Regions from separate parts of the Hordeum vulgare genome. Here region 1 is linked to region 2. The links are chromatin contacts, called in public Hi-C maps. All regions are on one chromosome and are shown on one strand. The core of a region is the stretch at or near the end of the contact, and the rest is flanking DNA. Distances in the headings are between cores, read along the strand shown.

What was found. A called contact is a pair of places that touch in the nucleus more often than the background predicts.
Region 1: a Hi-C map of leaf shows a contact between it and region 2, with 2.4 times the contacts expected there. The contact joins two enhancer-like sites. A contact is called at or near these places in 4 of 6 Hi-C or Micro-C datasets (leaf and seedling).

Annotation. Positions count from the first base shown.
Region 1 is chr3H:595,255,490-595,260,803 of MorexV3_pseudomolecules_assembly, forward strand. No RefSeq gene overlaps it. Among protein-coding and RNA genes, the nearest start is that of LOC123445479, 12 kb to the left of the region's middle. Within about 2 kb of position 1,277, at least 3 of the 3 cell types and tissues checked have open chromatin away from gene starts, as enhancers often do. A contact at or near this core is called in leaf and seedling, where this site is marked.
Region 2 is chr3H:595,054,593-595,060,195 of MorexV3_pseudomolecules_assembly, forward strand. LOC123445478 (crossover junction endonuclease MUS81-like) reads left to right here. Exons shown (of 14, transcript XM_045122464.1): 11 at 1,042-1,121; 12 at 1,280-1,514; 13 at 1,596-1,762; 14 at 1,875-2,406. The coding sequence ends at 1,908. Among protein-coding and RNA genes, the nearest start is that of LOC123445478, 7.5 kb to the left of the region's middle. Within about 2 kb of position 3,134, at least 3 of the 3 cell types and tissues checked have open chromatin away from gene starts, as enhancers often do. A contact at or near this core is called in leaf and seedling, where this site is marked.

The DNA.
Region 1 (5,314 bases), core at 27-2,526, 200 kb after region 2:
TCGTGGGCCTTGCACCGCTCTTCCTCCTCGCTCTCGCGGAGCACAGTTGCCAGCGTCGCTTGGTACGCGCCCTCAGCCTCCTGGTCTTCATCGCTGACGACAGGCGGGGGCGGCGGAGGGCCTCCTAGCTGCACGTCGCGCACGCCATGTCGGCTCTGCTCCTCGTGCTCAATCGCGAACCAGACCTCCGAGATGGTGTAATCGGCCGCATATGCAGAGTTTTGCTGCAGCTCCGGCGTCAGCAGACGCCGGCGATGGCTCACCTCCTCCGCGTGCACCCACGTCGACCGCGGTACGGCCGGCACCGGGATCCTCTCCGGATCCAGATGCGAGGGGTGCGGGAGGGTGACGTCGGGGTAAGGCAGCGCCACGCGGTGCTCCGAGTGCCACCGCGCTTGGTGCACTGGGACGTTCACACGCTGGCGAGGCCGGCGGGGAGATGGAGCGGGGGTAGAGCAGGGCCTTGCCCTTGTATGGGAAGGAGCCGACCATGGTGGTAGGTTTTGGTAGCCGATGATGTGACGAGATGAGGACGGGTGGGTTCTAGAAGTAGATATGGCAGAACCCACCGCACGGACGGATGAAAAAAGGCCGAATGCGGCCGTTGACGCGTGGGTCTGAGGAGGGCGGCCGTCATTAGTAATGTTGACCATGGATGGTTGGAACGGACACCGAAAGAGGACGCGCGCGTCTGCGTCAACGCATTTCAATCTCAAATTTGAACCGAAAATGAATCGATAGAGACGCATTATGACAATGGATCGGTGCGTTGAACAGTCCGGATTTTTCCGGGCGGCTTCAAACGAACGGTGAGGGACGAAAATGGTTGTCTCATTGGAGTTGTTTTAACAAAACAAACTTGACACGGGCGCCAGCGTCCGTCGTTCCATCCGTTTCCGTTGTCATGGTTTTTGATCTAATTGGTGCATGCGGGCTCGGGTGCCTCGTACCGCCTCGTTTGAACTAGTTCTTTTTTTTATATGGATCCGCATTAGTTCTAGTCTGAGCGAGGGAGAGAGTTTCTAGTAGCACCAGCACCGCGGTAGATTTTGGCGCACCCTCTCTGCATCTGCATTAGCCAGTAGATTCTGCACGACGCTTGTCGCCAAGTGCAGGGAAGGTGGAATAATTTTAAGGCGGGCGCGCGTGTCCGGCTTCCCGCAACGCGACGACCACGCCGCAACAAAACAAAACGCAGCCTCGTCCTCTCCTCGTGGGCGCCGCGGCCTTTGAAAATCTAGGCTAGACAGGACCCGCTCGCTAGCCTCCGAAATTTTACATTACTCCGGAGCAGACAATGGTGTGGGTGTGCTGTGTGGGGGAAAGTGCATGCCGCACGTCACCGGCAAGGCGCTAGGTGAATTTTTTATGCGGGATACGGGGTGGACACTGGAGCCGTTCGTCCTCGTCGGCTACCCCTTGCTGCGATGCAGAAAATGGGTGTGAAAGAGCAAACCATGTTTTGTTTGACGGGGGGTAAAACAGGATCAACGATCCATTTGTTCAAAGCACAACAGGCGGTCACCACCTTCAGACGCGCTACGGTGGACATACGACATGACACAGAGTAGACGGAAGAAGGAGGGAAGGAACGCCGACGGTGCGGCCCAGCGAGCGAGTTAAGGTGACCGGTGCCGGTGGCGCCACCCACCCGCACTCACCGCCTGCTATTAAAAGACGAGACGACAAGCGGGGCGGACGGACGTTTCCTCTTGTGCTTGTGTCGCTTGCGGGCGCCGCTCGGGTCCCGCCCGGCGCCATGGGCCCTTTCCCTCTTCTCCGTGCCCGCTGCGGAGTCTGGTCATGAGGTGTTTCTTTGCTCGGCAGGGCGGGTGCAGATCTGGGTGGATTAACAAGCAGCTCGGCTGGTAAAGATCATAGTACTCCCTCCGTTTCTAAATATAAATCATTTTAGAGACTACATACAGAACAAAGTGAGTGAATCTACCTTTTAAAGTATATTTATATACATCCATATGTAGTTTCCTAGTGAAACCTCTAAAAAAGACTTATATTTAGGTGGTGTTTCTTTGTCCACGGACTAGACTAAAAAGTCTCTGTTAGTGCCTAGGTAAAGAAAAACAGGAGGGACTTTTTCTTAAGAGATTACAAAAAGACTTTATTGAAGGGACTTTTTTCTTTAGTCTCTGGGACTAAAAATATGTCTAGACCCTGAAAAAGAAACACCACCTTAGGAACGGAGGGAGTACTTGTTAAGGCTTGCCATGTTAAGCTTGTTAAGATTAAGAAGCAGAGAACGTTCCTCAGCTCTGTTCATTTGAAGTTCATTAAGCTCGTGAGTGCTTGTGAGCGGTCGTTAACACACCGCAATGTGCTACATTTTCGCACTAGAGCGTAGGTCTCATTTCACGATGGAAATGATGACTAGAGAAAAAGGAGCACTAGTTTGTGGCCTCATATGGGCCCGCTGTGTCGAGTAAAAACCACTAAAATCTGACCTCTCCACAAAATAATGTTTTTTACTGTTGGATTCCGCATTTGTTAAATAAAGTATTAGGGGTTTCTATGAAAAGCGGTGTATTTTCTCGACTCACTTACAACAGAGTTTCGTGTGTGTTAATCGACCGAAAGATTGGGAGGGAGGTGTTATGAAAAGGTGAAACATTGTTCTTATTCAGATAAAACATGACTATGTGTTGATTTTGGAAAACATTAGGGGTTTCCTGCACTAGTAGAAAAATGCCCATTAGTTCCGGTTTCAGATGTCCATTAGCCCCGGTTTAGAAACCGGGTCTAAAGGATCGGGACTAAATCTCAAAACTTTAGTCCCGGTTCGCTTACCAACCGGGACAGAAGGGTCTCCATGTGGCCGCTGCGGGGAGTCCACACACGAGACATCCACGGGTCAACATCTCGCAGAGCTAGGTTTTTTTTTGGGGGGGAGGGGGTGCGGGGTTTTGGAGGGTTAATTTACGGGATTTCTTCGTGCTTGGTCGAACCAAAAGTTTTCATAAATATATCTCACGCTACTACATATATGCAATATAACATGTTTTACAATCCCTAACATTATCTAATTAAGATCCAATCACAAATAATCCACATGATATTCTCCGTCTTTAGGTATGGCGTGCTCAAGAAAGAATCCCGTCAATTTCTCTTGAATTGCTCGTATTCGACCGTATGGTAGGAGTTCATCCCGCATCTGTCAGATCTAATTTAAAGAAGGGGGTCAATACATGCATATATATGAATAAAACTCAACACAATTGATGGTAATATATAAAGTAAAATTGTGAATATTATTTACGTACTTCAAATAGTTCCTTAGACAAGCCATGTTCAGAGGTCGAGTGGCGAATGAACTCGCATACATAGTATCCACATGAAACAATCTCTTCTTTCTGGTACATACACTTTACGAGAATAGAGTTCAATCAAACTGATAAGCAAGCATGTTAATGATATATTGATGAAAATTTGAATCAATTAGAGATACGCGGAACTAGCTACTACTACTTACTTTGGGATGCGTAAATCGCAACTCTTTGTTTAGACCGGAAACCTTATTGGCGAACTTCTTCCAACCCCTACGACCCAAAGAAAATGATTACTTGATATCAGAAAATTAACGAAGTTGCATGCCGATATGGTCCCCGTATTGACTGAACTTACTTCTTGAGCATTGGAGTCATGTCCGCATAATTCTCTTCGGCTTTACGTATCGAGTCTAAGTTATTAATGCACTGCCAACGTCAATGGATAGCAGAATAAAGTGGTATATGCGCAAGCATATATAACTCATCAATTACATTAATTAACCTCGAGTAAGCGAAACCGAGTATACAGAGAAGACAACAACACTTACTTGATGTTGTAAGGAAAGGTTATTTCTCTTTTGTTTTGATGTATAAGGAACGAGTTTAGCAAGTTCTCCTCGGTCTCTTTGATTGAGTTTCCTACCGTCAATTCATTTACGACATCTGAGCTAATGAACCCAATGTCGAAGATTCATGCTTTTTTTAATTCAACGATCTTCAATCTGCATAATATATATAGGGAGGATAATTATATATAGATGCAATGAATGAGCTGAGATAGAGACTTAATTACAGAAGTAATACTTACATACAGTAGGAAGTCATGAGTTGTTTGTCGAGGGCCAGTTGATAGTATAACTGAAATAACTCCTCAAATTGAATAGGAATCACAGGAAGTCTAATGAATTCGTGCTCTGGTTTCACTGCCACATACATAGCGTCTTTCCCAGACTCCCTGCATGTTTTCATGTACCACTCATGCAATTTGTGCATCATCGTTGTTAGAGGAGGATGACCAGGTTTGACGAGAGGCTTCCCGTGCACGTATTTAAATTATTCTTTTGTTACCTCAGCCATTTCAAAAATTACATCTTCCCCCAAGTAATCATCAGGATTGGTACCGGGCACCATTCCCGGATGATTAGCGACGACGATACGCTAGACACCTTCAGCGGGGGGCACGATTGCTTCTCCTGTTGGCCGAGCTGGGGAATTGTTTTCCCACTTCTTCGTTCTGTTAAGTATCTTGCATCACTAGAAGTAGTTCCCGAACGCCGCGCTTGTGCATATGTCTTTTGAAAAATGAAGTGATAGTTGGAATCCGTCTGAGGCGATGGTGGTCGCTTCACTTGATTGATAGTGCGCTCCACTTTCACCGGATCTAGCTTCTCCTCCGGAGGTGGAGTTTTCTTTGCAAAATGGGCCCTCAATTCGGCACGACATATGTCCTCGTTTTCCTTCTTGGTCCTCTCATATGGTAACTTTTCCATAGGCTTGAGAGATGGACCGTATCTGAATTGCCTCCCGCCTCTGCTTGTACTGCTAGCCGCCAGAGAGAAGGAGGCGTCTCTATTCCGCTTGAGAGAAGGAGGCGGACTACTCTGACGCGCCGGAGGAGCCGGAGCGGTGGCGTTTGTCTTCCGACGTTGCCGACGAGGCGAAGGAGGAGGCGGACTCCTGTGACGCGTCAGAGTAGGCAAAGTGTCCTCACACGTCGGAGGAGCCGGACAAGGAGGCGGAGTGCGCTCACGCGTCGGAGGAGCCGGAGAAGGAGGCGGAGTGCCCTGATCACCCGCCGGAGGAGGAGGCGGAGTGCCCTGACTCGCCGGAGGAGGAGGAGGAGGCGGAGGCGTCCAGTTTGGAAGCTTGATGAACTCCTTCTGCCATAGACATGTACTCCTTAGAGCACGAACCAACTGATTCTCCCCTTCACCCGTAGGGTGGTCAAGCTCGAGCTCCTCAAATCCATCTATTACTTGATCCACCATCACAACAGCATAGCCATGTGGAATTGGAAGACAGTGAAAAGTTCT
Region 2 (5,603 bases), core at 1,884-4,383:
CTTTGCGTAAACTGATCATATAACGTGCCAGAGAAGATGGTGTTGATCCTTCTGTTCGAACCATGTCATCCAGATTAAACACTTGCCTGTTGGAGATGCTCTTTGGATTGCTCGCCATAAAAAATGTGGCATGGAGTATGTTCTTGATTTCATTGTTGAAAGAAAAAATGTGGATGATTTACTTGGCTCAATTAAAGACAACAGATACAAAGATCAAAAATTAAGACTGAAGGTACCATCTGAACTAGCTTTGACTTTTGTCATAATATTATAAACCGCCCATCTTAACTTTCCCATTCTTCCTTATGCTTTCAATTTCTCAGTGATAGTGGTAAGAAATTTTGTATCATAGATTATCATTTGTTTCTTGCGTTAATCCTGATCAGTAGTTGTGGCAACACAAAACATTGTCTTGATTGTTTTGTTCATGTTGCAAATAAGTTGATGGGCATAGTCATTAGCCTGTTTGGCGGGACAGGTATGGAGGCATCTCTAAACAGTTAGATAAAGAACTACTCCCTCCATCCCATTGCAAAAACGTCTTACACTATGTGACGGAGGGAGTACTTTTTTTATGAAGAGCAGCAGCGCGTCAGGATATATGTGCTTTTTTTAGATGAAGAACTTTGTGTAAGTTGTATCGGATATCTTGTTTATTTTAGATTTCAATTGGGTTCCAGACATGCTGAGTACGACGGGGAATGTTTCACTACAGCGTGCTGAGTGTGTCTTTTGACCAGCCATGTTTTATGCCCGCATGCTTATCCCCTGTGATTTGATGTTGCTTGATTCTAATCTTAGCTGAGGAGCCTTTTCTTATTCTTCGTTATCATTAATTCAAAATTATAGCCCATATTTGGGTATGAGATGATGAAGGACGATGTTTTTAGCAGATATAAGCTTTAACCTGTAGATTGTGCAGCTCTTCCCAAAGAAACTGTATTTCTTGTCCATAAGCTTGAGCCTGTAGGTTATCCTAGCAGTATTTGTTATTTTATCAACAATACAATGTGATACTTCCATTTGTTTGACCCTTTGCAGAAATGCGGGCTAAGGAAGCTTATATATCTAGTTGAAGGGGATCCAAACACTGTCGATGGATCAGAGAGCGTTAAAACAGCGTATGTACTCTTCTCATGAAGCTTGGATGATCATGCTAGCCCCTGAATGGCAGTACTTTTTTCTCGTTGTTTAATAGTAATATTAATATTGTTCCCAATGCTTTGAACTTCAGCCGTATGCCCTGTTAACTCCTTCATATATATGCCTTTTATTTCAGCTGCTTCACTACTGAGGTTCTTGAAGGATTTGATGTCCAGAGAACCACTGGGTATGCTGACACTGAAAAGAAGTACGGCCACCTCACGGGCTCTATAATTGATTACTACAGCAGAAACTTCTCTGCTGGTGCTGGCACCTCTCGACTTTGCCTGACCTACGTCGAGTTTGTGAAGAGGTGTTCTGATCTTAAGAAGGTCACTGTGAGCGATATATTCACCCTCCAGCTTATGCAGGTAACTGGGCACCTTCACCAAAGTTTGGCGGGTAGTCCATTTCATGCCGTAATTTGCTCATTTGTTGTGCATGTAAATCAGGTGCCACAAGTGACTGAAGAAGCTGCTCTTGCCGTGACGAGTCTCTACCCCACTCTCCTCTCACTTGCTAGAGCATACACCATGCTTGTGAGTCGTCTTTTCCTTTCAACTTATACAATGTTCTTTTCATGTGAAGCACAGGATCATACTTGGAATTCCGACCAAATGTGAGCAATGCATGTCCCATGTCATCGGCTGCTCCTCGTACAATTAACGTCTCACACAGAATAATTTACACCATCTCTTTAGAAGTGAAAGCTTATCCTTGTAACTTTGAAGGATGGCGATAGGCGCGCCCAGGAGGAGATGCTGAAGAAGAAGAGCGGCATGGTCAATGCGGGGGCCAGCAAGAACATCTTCAAGCTCATCTGGGCCGAAGGATGAAGTCCCCGTACGGTACCTAGCTAGTTTCAACCTTGACATGGCTTAACCGGTCGGTCTTTTGGTCACCGTCATGATGATTTCAGCAGACCACCAACGCCAATGCAATACCGACTCTCGAGTTTTGGATGGTGAGAAGCAGGAGGGATCCTTTTTTTGTGCTCTGCCTGCTGCCTTGCAAAACTGAAAGTCTCGGAACATGTAATTACCTCCTAGAAAACCCCTTAGACCTTGTTTGGTGCGCAGGGTTTGGGGAGGTTTCTAGGGGATTATCCCCGAGTGGGTCAGAAACCCCACGATTCCCTGCATGTTCATTTGGCGGACAGGGTTTGTGGAAGAGAGGGATTCACCAAATCCCCTAGAATCCCCACGGGCTTGAAAACCACTTATGCCAAAAAAGGCCTTAGCGTAGCATCGCTCCTTGTTTAAATTACTACTAGTATTATGTTCTACTCCCTTCGTTCCTAAATATAAGTCTTTTAAGAGGTTTCACTAAAAGGACTACATACGGATGTATATAGACATGCTTTAGAGTATAGATTCATTCATTTTGCTTCGTATGTAGCCCTCTAGTGAAATCTCTAAAAAGACTTATATTTAGGAACGGATGGAGTATATGCCGCACATTATGGAATCGTCGTGTTAGTCTAGTGCATTAGGGCTTCATGTATGTATGTATATATAGTATTGCTAGCTATTGAGTTCTGAATGTGTCGCTTTGATCACGCGTTTGACTTGTGTCACGCGTTGGCCTTTGCCTTCACGGAAGCAGACAGGGCAGGTGTGGGAATTCAGCCTCGCCTGCTGACAAAGTGAGGCTGCGTAGAGTTAAGAGTCCATGGTTTTCCATCCATGTGGTTGATGGAACCTGAAAAGCGTTCCTTGGTCGGTGCCATCTCTAGCCGAATTTCTCTCCGTGGCGGATGAGATGCGTCCACGTGTTGAACGCAATCCACAAAACAGAACAGACCGGACGACGTCCAACCGTTCTATATCCAAACAAAACAGATGTGTTCGTGTAAAGAAAGGAAATAATCGCAGGCCAAGCGCATGGTGGCAAGCGGGAACAGACCGCCGCCCATCGGGTCCCGTCACGCCAGTAGCTAACCACACAGCCACGCCATGCGGCACCACAAGTCCATCCAACCCCAACCCCAACCTCAAGACAAACGTTGGCGTTTGTTTGCGCAGGCAGGAGCCACCGGAGCACCTCACCTCACCCCGTCGTCTTCCCCGCGGTTTTTGGCCGTTGCCATCAACCGGACGAATGGGGACAACAGACAGGGTCGCTGGCGTGCGCTTAAATGGCGCTTTGTTGGGTTCGAAAGTCCAAGAAGAGGGGCGGTCGGCCGTGTGCGATGCGTCCAAGGAACGAACCCGGCTGGCTCGGTCACGCGGGCAAGGCGACAACGGAGTCGGTCGCATCCCCGCCGCTGTCTTTTTCTTCCACCCTTTTCAAGTTCCTACTACTCATGCCCTTAGCTCAACTCCACCGCGTCCGTTTTGTCCGGATTCTGTCCGTTTGGGTAGGACGATGGGGTTGTGTCCGGGCCTGTTCTGGGATGTGGTGGCCGTGCGCAACGCGCGGCCTCATCCTTTTGCCCCATCGTGTCCGTCAGCGCTTAAAATGCCTATATTTTTGTATCAAAACAAGTTTGCAGATCAACCATTTATGCCTCGTCCTCGACGATGAAACTGGACAAATTGTTGAAACGTGGCCGGTTCTTGGTGGAGGGGCTCAACATTTTCACCTTCATAATCAAATCCTTGGTCAAAGATACTGTCATCACGCTCGTCCTCGACGATCATGTTGTGCATGACCACACAAGCAGTCATCACCTTCCAAAGCTTCCTTTCATCCCATGACAGTGCAGCGTTTCGAAAGATACCCCATCGGGATTGAAGTACACCAAAAGCGCGTTCCACATACTTTCTAGCACTCTATTGCATTTGGGTAAATTTCTTTCTCTTCTCATCTTGGGGTCCGAGATTGTTTTCACAAAAGTTGACCACTGAGGATATATACCATCAGCTAGATAGTATCCCTTGTTGTACTGGTGGCCGTTGATCTCATAGTTGACAGGGGGGAGTGGCCTTCTGCAAGCCTTGCGAAGACTGGAGAACGCTGCAGCACGTTGATATCATTGTGAGAACATGCCATGCCGAAGAAAGAATGCCATATCCAAAGATCCTGCGAAGCTACCACATCTAATATGACAGTGCACGCTTTGACATGCCCCTTGTACTGGCCGTGCCAAGCAAATGGACAGTTCTTGCACTCCCAGTGCATACAACCTATGTTGCCAAGCATGCCTGGAAACCCTCTAGCTGCGTTGGTTGCCAACAATCTCTCTGTATCAGCAGCAGTTGGCTGCCTCAAGTACTCATGGCCAAACACCTCGATCACAGCCTGGCAGAACTTGTACATTGACATCAGACATGTTGTCTCACTCATACGCACATACTCATCCACCAGATCGCTTGGAATTCCATATACAAGCATGCAGATGGCCGCGATGCATTTCTGGTAAGAGGAGAATCCTAGCTTGCCAAGTGCATCCGTCTTGCACTGGAAGTATGGGTCATGAGCAACCACTCCCTCTCGGATACGATTGAACACATGTCTTGTCATACGAAAACGGCGACGGAATTTATCCGACTTGAAGAGCGGTGTGTTCACAAAGTAATCGGCATAGAGCAGGGCCTGGCCTCTCTCCCTGTTGCGGTTCAGGTTCGGAGCACGGCCAAGGAGTGACCCCCTATACCGAGGAAGCTGCCGTTGAATGTGGTCGTGAACCATCACTGCATCCACCACAATATCTTCATCATCGGACGGCGAATCGTCCGATGAATAAATGAAATGGTGAAAGAAAAACTCATCACCACTGTCCATACCTTTGCGGGCAAAGTGTCGAACACCTTGCGCTCGTGGTGGCAAAGAGGTCGCGATGGTCACCTCGATGCAGGGGTGGTTGGTGGCCGGCTACTGGCCGCTCTGGAGCACTCGTCGGAAGCTGACGTGGCCGCCGTGGTACGTCGCCTGTAGCCGTATTCCTCTGCCGCCGGCTACGACGGCGACGGCCAAACCTCCTCCGATCGACGCCCAAACTACAACGAAAGCGCGGGCGTCGTGGCGGCCATGGCGAGACGGGGTTTGCTATGTACGGCCGGGGGATGAGGTGGCCGGAGAATAGCGGCGGCGCCGTCGGCGGGGCGGGGCGGGAGAGGGGTGGAGGCGTTGGAATATCTGGGAGCACTTGTGTCCCCGACACGCGGGCCACGGATGGACAAGGGCGTGCGGCGTCCGTGCGATGTCCGTTTCTCTTAAACTGGGCGCAAGTTTGGGCCGGGAATGGATCAAAAACACACGAAATCCGGACAATTATCCGTTTGGGTCCGCGCGTTAGAGTTGGCCTTACAACATTCCGACTTAACAAATACTTGTATATAAACCCATCCCATGTGATCAGACGTATCTTTATTTATCTGTTCATTCGTGTAGTCATACCTTTTATTTTCACTGTAAGAACACACATTTCCTACGCCAAATCATGTGTTTTCATCTTGAAAACCAAGTCTACGAGTGTGGTGGGCGGTGCTGCCAGATCCGGCGTTGCGGGTGACGGG